2 separate regions of the Hordeum vulgare genome follow, and region 1 is linked to region 2. Evidence: chromatin contacts called from public Hi-C data. All regions are on one chromosome and are shown on one strand. Each heading gives the region's core, a stretch centred on a gene start, on an enhancer-like site or on the middle of the called end of the contact. The rest is flanking DNA. Distances are from core to core; before and after follow the strand shown.

Region 1 (4,425 bases), core at 275-2,774, 560 kb after region 2:
TCGAGGCGCGTGTAGCCGAGCACGCAGTTGGCGTAGGCGACGTTCTTGAGCGCCTTGCCGTGCCACCTGCCGACGGCGGCGACCCCGGTGCGGACCGTCTTGAGCAGGCAGTCGGCCGTCCTCACCACCCTCCGCACGCCCATGGGCAGCGAGAGGTAGGGCGCGTTGAAGAGGTGGAATTCGAGCGCCGCGGCGGGGTTCTGCTGCTGCGGCTGCGGCTGCTGCTGCTGCCGCGACGCCATGAGCATCCTGCCGACCTGCCGCGCGAACCCGGCGCCCAGGGAGTGGCCGCAGAGGCAGACGTTCTCGGACCCGAACCTGTCGATGGTGGCCCTCAGCGCCTGCAGCGCGCCGTGGAGCCTGGCGGAGCCGCGGAGGCTGTTGCACGCCAGCAGGCGGAGCTCGTCCTCCACGTCCCGCCGGATGGTGGGCGCGCGCAGCAGCGTGCCCCGGAACGCGATCACCGCGCTGGGCGCGCCGGTGGGCCTCTCCTCGTCCCCGCAGCGGTCGAGCAGGTGGCGGTCCTCCCACTCGAAGATGGCGCCGAAGACGGAGCCGTCGCGCTCGTCCACCAGCTCGTGCGCTAGGCGGTAGCTGAAGGGCTTCCACCACTGCTGCGCCACCTCAGCCGCGTCCCGCCGCTCCTGCCTCTCCAGCTCCAGCAGGTACACCGCCTCGATCAGGCTCGCCATCACCATCCTCCTGTAATCGTCGTCCCTCCTGCAAACCAAAACACAACATGAGACACGCATTCCTCGATCTCCACCTCGATCGACCTCGCAAACCCAAACCATTCAAGTCCCATAAAATAAAAGCACAACATGCAAATGGAAGATGGAGCGCGTGCTTACCAGCTGGTGTGTGTGAGCTCTCTCCAGGAAGTGGAGCAGGGCAAGTTGTCACGCACCCCCATGTCCGCCATGCGCTAGAAGCTGAAGGTGGATCGAAGCTAACCAGCACAAGGCACTCACTCAGGCTCCCTTGGCGTCTCTGCTTGCTCGAGTGCAGCTGCTGTGGACGGTGACACGATGTCGTAAGGAAAGTGTGTTGGGGGAGGCGGCAAATATATATACCCGGCCGGGACGGGAGGGAGCCTGGGCGGATCTTTCTACGGAAGGTGGTGGTGTACTGTACGGGCAGCAAGGAAGGAAGGATTGGGCCGAATTTGCTGGCTAGTGGAGCAAAGGCAAAGGCAAAGCCATAGTTTAATGGCGGGAATAAAGGCGACCCACCGGAGCTTAGCAAAGAGAACAAAGAAAGATCGCCGTAGGGGATAGCCAGCTCGCGCTTTCCAGTTCCCCGCAACTTGACTGAATCGATCGATCTCCGACGGATGGCAGCCGTGCCGCTGCTGCTGCCTGCGAATAGTTGCGTTCCAGGCTGTGAAAAAGCGCAGAGGGAGATCGGGCGGACTCCGTCGATCGCAAGCTTTAGGGGAGCATATATTCCCGTTGCCCACGGATGGCCTCTCCGCCTGCCTCTGCCTGCCTGCCTAAAATCAACCTGGACCATGCATGCATGCATGCATGCATTGCCCTCGCTAAGCATCGAATCTCGTCATTCGTGGCGGGCGGGCGGGCTCCGTGTGCTGTACTTGTGCGTGGTATTGATGATTGCGTTGCGTTGCGTGTGTATGACAGGTTGGGTTCGGCGATGGGGGGCGGGGACAGGGGTCGTGGGGGTGGCTGTCGTCAGGGGGAAGGGTGGTGGGGTGACGGTGACGGTGGATGATTAGCGGGGGTGATTTGCTCACGTTTTGTTACCCTAACCAGGGGAGTTTGTTCCCTCTCGGGTGTGGCCAGTGCGGTCGTGCTCCGCGTGTCTGCTTCGTTCACACTTCACAGTGACGGTGATGCCGCGTTCCTTTTCTTCATTATTACTGCTGCCGGGAAGCTCATAATTTGTATTTTGTTTGCGCAATTGGGAAACTCATAATTGTACTCGTATAAGTTAGATGATCTTTTCGTAACTGGGGCCCGGCTGGGTGCTATGTCGCTATGGATCGTCGTTTTTTGTGCCTAGGTGAAGGTCAGCTATTGCAGACGTCGGGTCACCTTGCACTCATTTCCAAAGAAATGTTTCTTTTGAACCTCAAAATTCTATGTTATGTAATCCAACAAGTTGGTATCAAATTCTTGTGGTGTGAAATCAGTGAACGCATAGTTCAAATGGCAAGCCTTTGTGATAAGGATTTTCTTATCCTTGTCTAAGTCCTACACCACTTGATTTTACGTTAAGATTCGTACATATTTTACTCTTCGTTTGTTTGATTTTACTTATTTTCTTCTTTTTCATAGGGCATGAAACTAAACATGCATGTTAGTTCGGCAATGTACCACTCCATACATCTTTTTTTCTCAGAAAAAAGACATAAACCCAACTTTATAAATGAAATCAGCAAGGGAAAGCATGGCACCATGATAACAGAGTACCACCCTCCAAGACAAATCACCACGAACATAAATAAAATCCGCACATGGAATGGGAGTTCACGCACGCATGCCACCAGGAAACAAAAGCAAGATAGCCACACATGCCAACAACCTACAACGATCACATCAGACTTGCAACAACAAAGGTTAGGGCCGAGCAGCAGAGACATGCTGAAACAACAAGGAAGCTGAAGCCAAAACCTTGGAAACAAGCACCTCCGTTGCGTCCCGATAACTTTATGTGGGATCGAAAATATGTCCAGAGGGAGGGGGGTTGAATTAGACTACTTGACGTCTTAACCAAATAAAAACTTCAACTTTTCCAATTTTATCGGTTGGCAAGTTTTATCAATTTTACCAAGTATAACACACTGTGCACATGCAAGTCTACGTGTATAACAACGAAAAGTAAAGACATACAAGTGCAAGTAAAGGGTAGGGATAAGAAGATCAAACACAATAAAGACACAAAGATGTTTTGGCGTGGTTTCGATAGGTGGTGCTATCGTACGTCCATGTTGATGGAGACTTCAACCCACAGAGGGTAATAGATGCACGACTCCATAAAGGGCTCCACCCACGAAGGGTCCACGGAGAAGCAACCTTGTCTACGCCACCATGGCTTACATCCATGAAGGACTAGCCTCACTCGGTATAGATCTTCAAGAAGTAGGCAATCTCCTTGGCCTTACAAACTTCTTGGTTCAACTCCACACTATTTGGAGGCTCCCAAGGGAAACCTAACCAATCTAGGAGACACCACTCTTCAAAAGGTAATATATGTGGTATGGATGTTGAACTCCTTGCTCCAGTGCTTCAAAACATAGTCTCCTCAACACTCACTCACTCTCTCACATAATTTGGTTTGGTAGAAGAGATTGATTGGGTGAAAATCAACTTGAGGAGGCTAGGAATCAAGATTCATATGGTTGGAGTGGAAGATCTTGATATCAACACATGAACAGGTGGTTCTCTCTCAAAAAATGAATGATGGAAGTGTTTGTCGGAGTCTGGGATCTGCGTCCATGAGCTTCTCCAGGAACGAGGTTTGAACACTGGGGGCTTGGCTTGCGACCTGCAACACGACGACAAACACAACAAGTTTAGAAGGGATGTCTAGAGTGTGTGTGTGTGAATAGACTACTTGACAAATTAAAACCTAGCCTTTTTCCAATATTGATTGTTGGCAGGTTCTAACAATTCTAACAAGTCTAGTCCACCCTATACATGCTAGTCAACATATATGACAGCGGAAATAAATACATTGCACATGTAAAGTAAGGATTAGAGTTTAAGAAAATCAAACACAAAGATTGACACGACGATTTTTGGGTAGTTCCGATAGGTGGTGCTATCGTACGCCCATGTTAGTGGAGACTTCAACCCACGGAGGGCAACAGACGCGTGAGTCCACGGAAGGCTCAACCACGGAGGGTCCACGGAGAAGCAACCTTGTCTATTCCACCATGGCTTACGTCCACGAAGGACTAGCCTTACTCGAGGTAGATCTTCACGAAGTAGGCGATATCCTTGCCTGTACAAACTTCTTGGTTCAACTCCACAACACGAAGTAGGAGGCTCTCAAGCGACACCTAACCAATCCAGGAGGCAGCGCCCTCCAAAAGGGTAATAGATTCAGTAGTACGATGAACTCCTTGCTCTTCTGCTTCAAAAGATAGTCTCATCAACACTCAATCACTCTCTCACAAATTTGGCACATGTAGAAGAGATTGATTGGGTGGAAAGCAACTTGGGGGAGGCTAGAGATCAAGTTTAAAATGTATAGATTGGAATATCTTGACCTCAACCCATGAGTAGGTGGCTCTCTCTCAGAAATATGGATATGGCAAGTGTATGTGTGTTTAGAGTGGTTCCTTTACAAATGAGAGATTGTGGAGGGGTATATATAGGCATCTCCAAAAATCCAAACATTACAACATTATTGCCCAACTCGGTGAAATCGAAGTGAATCTCGATGGCACCATGCTACTTC
Region 2 (4,348 bases), core at 905-3,404:
TTGCGTTCCACTAAGAATATTTAAAGCAAAGCATCCACACATACTCTGACACCGCAGTAAAAATCTTCTGCACCAATAATTAATGTATGGCGTCCTATATATAGTACGATCACGCTGCTCGCATTTGTTTTTTCGCTCCATTTTTCTAGCCACCTACCACCTTAAGCTTTGGGTTCCACTAACAGAAGATAACGGAACATAAGCAATCTAGGTCTTACTTAGGGAAGTATCGAATGCAAGGTCTCTAACTAGCCAACTAGGTGTCACCTAATGCTAACACCAAACAGAAAGTAAAATTGAATTGTTTGTAGGATTACGAAGTCTTGCACACTAGTAGCGTTCTTGGAATTACTTCTGAGTTTTTCTTTGTTTGATCAAACCATATGAAAACAAAATAGGATGTAAATGAATCCTCGGGGGAAAATATTAACCTACGAATGAGAAAACACACACATCGAAACCAAAGGTTTCAATCCTGCCAATTTCTCTGAAAACATTTTTAATCACAAGCAAATCAAAGAGACATTAATCTAACGTTTCTTTCTGTCCCTCTCAAATCAGCATCCCATTGTCAGAAAGTTAAACCAGCATCTCCGAAAGCCAAAAGAGTACCGGTGCACGATAGTCCTCTCCAGCTGCAACCCAACACAAAATAAAATCTTCCCGTGACGCTGGCATCGTTCGAGTGATGTTCCGCACATGCAGCTTGCTAGCCTTTTCGTCGGATTGCGCGCGATGGTGTCGGCAGCCATCGATGGCGTGCCGGGTCCTGGATGGAGGCATGGGCGTCGCATCATTGCCACGGCACGGGCGCTCGCACGCACGCGGCGGCGGTGCCAAAGTGCAGCTTGCTTCAGCCGTCCTCCTGCGGCGCATCGCCCAAGGCCGCCGCTTTCCGGCGATGGACTGATGCCCGGCCCGCCGTCGCCGGACAACCGCATCTTATTCAAGGCAGGATGTGGATTGAAATGGCCTTTCAGTCTCACATGTTCCGGAGCAACAAAAGGGATGTGCTGTAGGGTAGAAAGGTCTTGTTCTGCTTGGCCCTTTCAGGAGGCTGGAGGCATCCCTTCTTTTTTACTCTACACTCCAGTGAGTGACACAAAGTAGAACAAACAACATCGTAGGTGCAATAGAATAGTGCTCCAGCTACTTCGTCCGTCTTATAATATAAAATCGTTTCTAACACTACATTAATATAAAAAATGTTTTTATATTATGAAACGGAGGGTAGCATTTTGTTGCTCCAAGAGAGGTTCTTGATTAAGTTTTTACAAGCTAATTTTACTGTACTCCTGCAGGTTACTGCGTGTCTGCCAACTTTTATTCTCCTTCAGAAAACTCTGAGAAAGCGTACAACTACACTGTAGTAGTACATGGTTTTCTTCGCAGCTGCACCGCTACGTACGCATGGTACGAATTAAAGCTACATTTATTGGCTCCTGCAAGTGTAGGCGGTAGGTTTTGGCCATAACAGCCCCGTGTGCAGCCGTGCAAGAAGAACCGAAGGATAGATCGAGCGGGTGAAAAGTAACAAAAAAAGATCCACGGTAGTACAGCGACTTTGAAGGGCTTCTGACAGTACTGAAGGTAGTCCTCAAATAAAAAAAAACAGTACTGAAGGTAGTCCTCAAATAAAATAAAAAACAGTACTGAAGGTGCTTGCGCGAGCCAAGACGCGGTACGTACGTACCGATGAAGTCGACGACGAGGCGGCCGTCGCAGTAGCGGCCGGCGGGCATGCCGAAGAAGGTCCTGCCGTTGGGCGGCGGCGCGGCGCCGAAGGCCGCCGACAGCCCGCCCGTGTCCGAGTTGGAGTCCCCGAAGTTGAACACGGCCGGGAAGTGGCAGTCAGCGCCCGCGCCCACGCCCGCGGAGGCCTGCAGCAGCAGGAACACGAGCGGCAGCAGCGCCGCGGCTCCGGCCGTGGCGGTGCGGCCAGAGCCAGCATACGCCATTCCGTGGGTCAGGTGAGCGTGACGCAGTGAGAGAAGGAGTGCGCGCGGGCGGGCGGGCGGGGAGGACGGGGCGCCGGCTGCAGCGGGGTGGTGGGGTTTTGAGGCGGTCGCGGGATGGATGGATGGGTGGATCGGCGGATGGAGATGGGCGTGAGCCCGAATGCGGGGCGCGGTGCCGCGGCCGATAGCGATAGGGGGCGTGCGTGGTGGGGGTGACCGGTGAGTCGGTGATATGACTGCGCCTGCGCGGATGGGATTGGAACGCTGCGTCCGTGGCGTCTGTTCTGTTGAACTGTTGGTGGATTGCGTTACCGTACGTTACGCAAATTCATCGCAAGAAACGTTGCGTGTATAGTACTTACATACACCGATACACGGGGTGACGGTGCTCACGGGCGCGCCAGTCCGTCCGCCCTCGTGGTCCGGCGCGGGATTCGAGGGTGTTCGTTTGCTGTTGGCTCGTGGTTATCTTCTCTTGTGCTCCGAGAAGTGGAGCTTGTGACGCTACGCTCTAGATATGGGCTAGGCTCTTCTTTTTTCCTTTTTTATTTGGCCAGTATTTGGCGCCGGTCGACCGGTCCAGCTTTGGGCCGGTCAAACCATGTGCGTCCGATTTGGCATCTCTCAGCCATCTGATCTGGTCAACGCCATCCTTTACTTTTTTTTAGGACGAAAGGAAAAAAGAGAAAGCAAGGAATGCACGTGTTGAGGTGCGAGGATGTTTTTGGTTGGCATAGTAAGCTTGTCACTATTTGCATATCCTAAGCCTGTCACGAGTTTGACTCATTTAATGGCATGTACACTTATGGCCAGTGATGAATTTTGGAAGAAAATGAATCGAGGGTTCAATGTCAAATGTGTGTATAAAAAGTTAAAACCTTTCGATATTTTTGTCTAAATAAGATGAAAAAAATATAGTATGGTAGTAAATTTTCTTTTCTAACTTTTGAAGGAAGGGCTCGAGCCTGTCGAAGCCCGTGCTAGATTCACCACTACTTATGGCAAGAATTTTTGTATGCAAACTAGACTCCAACTCGAGAAAATGTGACATGATGATATCAAGTGTGACAAAGAGTGATGCCAACTTTGATAGTGTAACCTTAGGCCCGTGTAGCAAAAAAACTATGGCAAATAGTGATGAACATAATATAGATCAATTAGAAACAAATTATTATATATATTTATTTGGCTCACTCGGATGGAACCGTGCCCTTCTCCCTCCTTGGGAACCGTGCCGTCGAGGCAATTTACCTCTCCTCACCCTCCTTCCTCCCCACCCACCTCCATTACTGTGCCTCCCCTAAACCCACCCAATCCATTCATCGAGCAGCATGGTAGGAGTTCGTCGTCGTAGGATCAGGGTCCACCGGCGACGAGGGTGGCCGAGCCGGTACCGTTGTTGCTTCATGTAGCGTTGTCGCCTTTGCCAATCGAATTGAACTTGCCGAAAGCGCGTAGGGAGATGTTGTTGGGGATATGCCCCACGGTATGACCCGGCTGTCAAGTAGGCGGCTCATGAATAGGTTCATTGTATGGCCCGCGAAAGCCCCGAAGTTCAAAGCCCATGAGGCAGCTCATCAAGGAAGGCCGGCTTGTGGATTAGTACTTGGCGAGCCGGCTCATGGAGGGAGTCATAAGGAATTTCCTTTACTGGAAAGACAAGGCAAGGAGAAATAGACTAGGTCACGGGTTGTTTTACGACTCAGGTTCTATTATAACTTCAGGGTCTTAACCTATATATATATAAAAGGGACCCCCTGAGGTCGGAAGACTAAGTAAGAAACCCTGAGAGCTAAGTTAGCGATTCCGCACCGTAATCGAGATTACCATCATTAATAACACACAAAGCAGGACATAGGCTTTTACCTCCATCAAAGGGGCCGAACCTGGGTAAACCCTTGTCTCTCGTTCTCGATCAGCCCCATCCAAGCAACCACCTAGTTGCAATGGCTCCTAGACTTAGTCCTCTCGCTAGGACATCTCCCGGGACAAAACCACGACAGTTGGCTTCCACCATGGGGATAACGCACGGTGGTATTGAGTTCTTGGAGGAAGTTCTTCGAGGGATCGAGGGATATGCGATCGGTCGGATGCCCAAGAGTCATCGTGGCAAGCTCTACATCAATGATTCAGGCTAGGGTCTCGAGGCCGGCTCAATCGAGTACACGTACTGAGTCCCCTTTGGCAAGATCCACATCTTCATCGGCAAGATCGGCGAGTCACGACCCGAGCCGGAGATCCGCATCAACATCGTCGAGCCGGCTCGGCGCACCCAACCCGGTGAGGTTCAAACCGGTTGGAATCATGTCTTCGTCGGCTTCACTCATAGAATCCACCTTGCACATAACTCTACGGCTAGCGAAGATACTCTCTTCTATTCTGTAACACCC

The links. Hi-C and Micro-C count contacts between places; a contact is called where the count stands out from the background.
Region 1: a contact with region 2 is called in a Hi-C map of seedling, with 2.3 times the contacts expected there. The contact joins the promoter of LOC123429778 here to the promoter of LOC123425496 in region 2. A contact is called at or near these places in 2 of 6 Hi-C or Micro-C datasets (leaf and seedling).

What each region holds. Positions count from the first base shown.
Region 1 is chr2H:127,668,999-127,673,423 of MorexV3_pseudomolecules_assembly, forward strand. LOC123429778 (GDSL esterase/lipase At4g10955-like) reads right to left here and starts at 1,525. Exons shown (of 2, transcript XM_045113773.1): 1 at 852-1,525; 2 at 1-720. The coding sequence starts at 922.
Region 2 is chr2H:127,107,533-127,111,880 of MorexV3_pseudomolecules_assembly, forward strand. It overlaps LOC123425496 (GDSL esterase/lipase ACHE-like), which reads right to left and starts at 2,155. Exons shown (of 6, transcript XR_006621839.1): 1 at 1,694-2,155.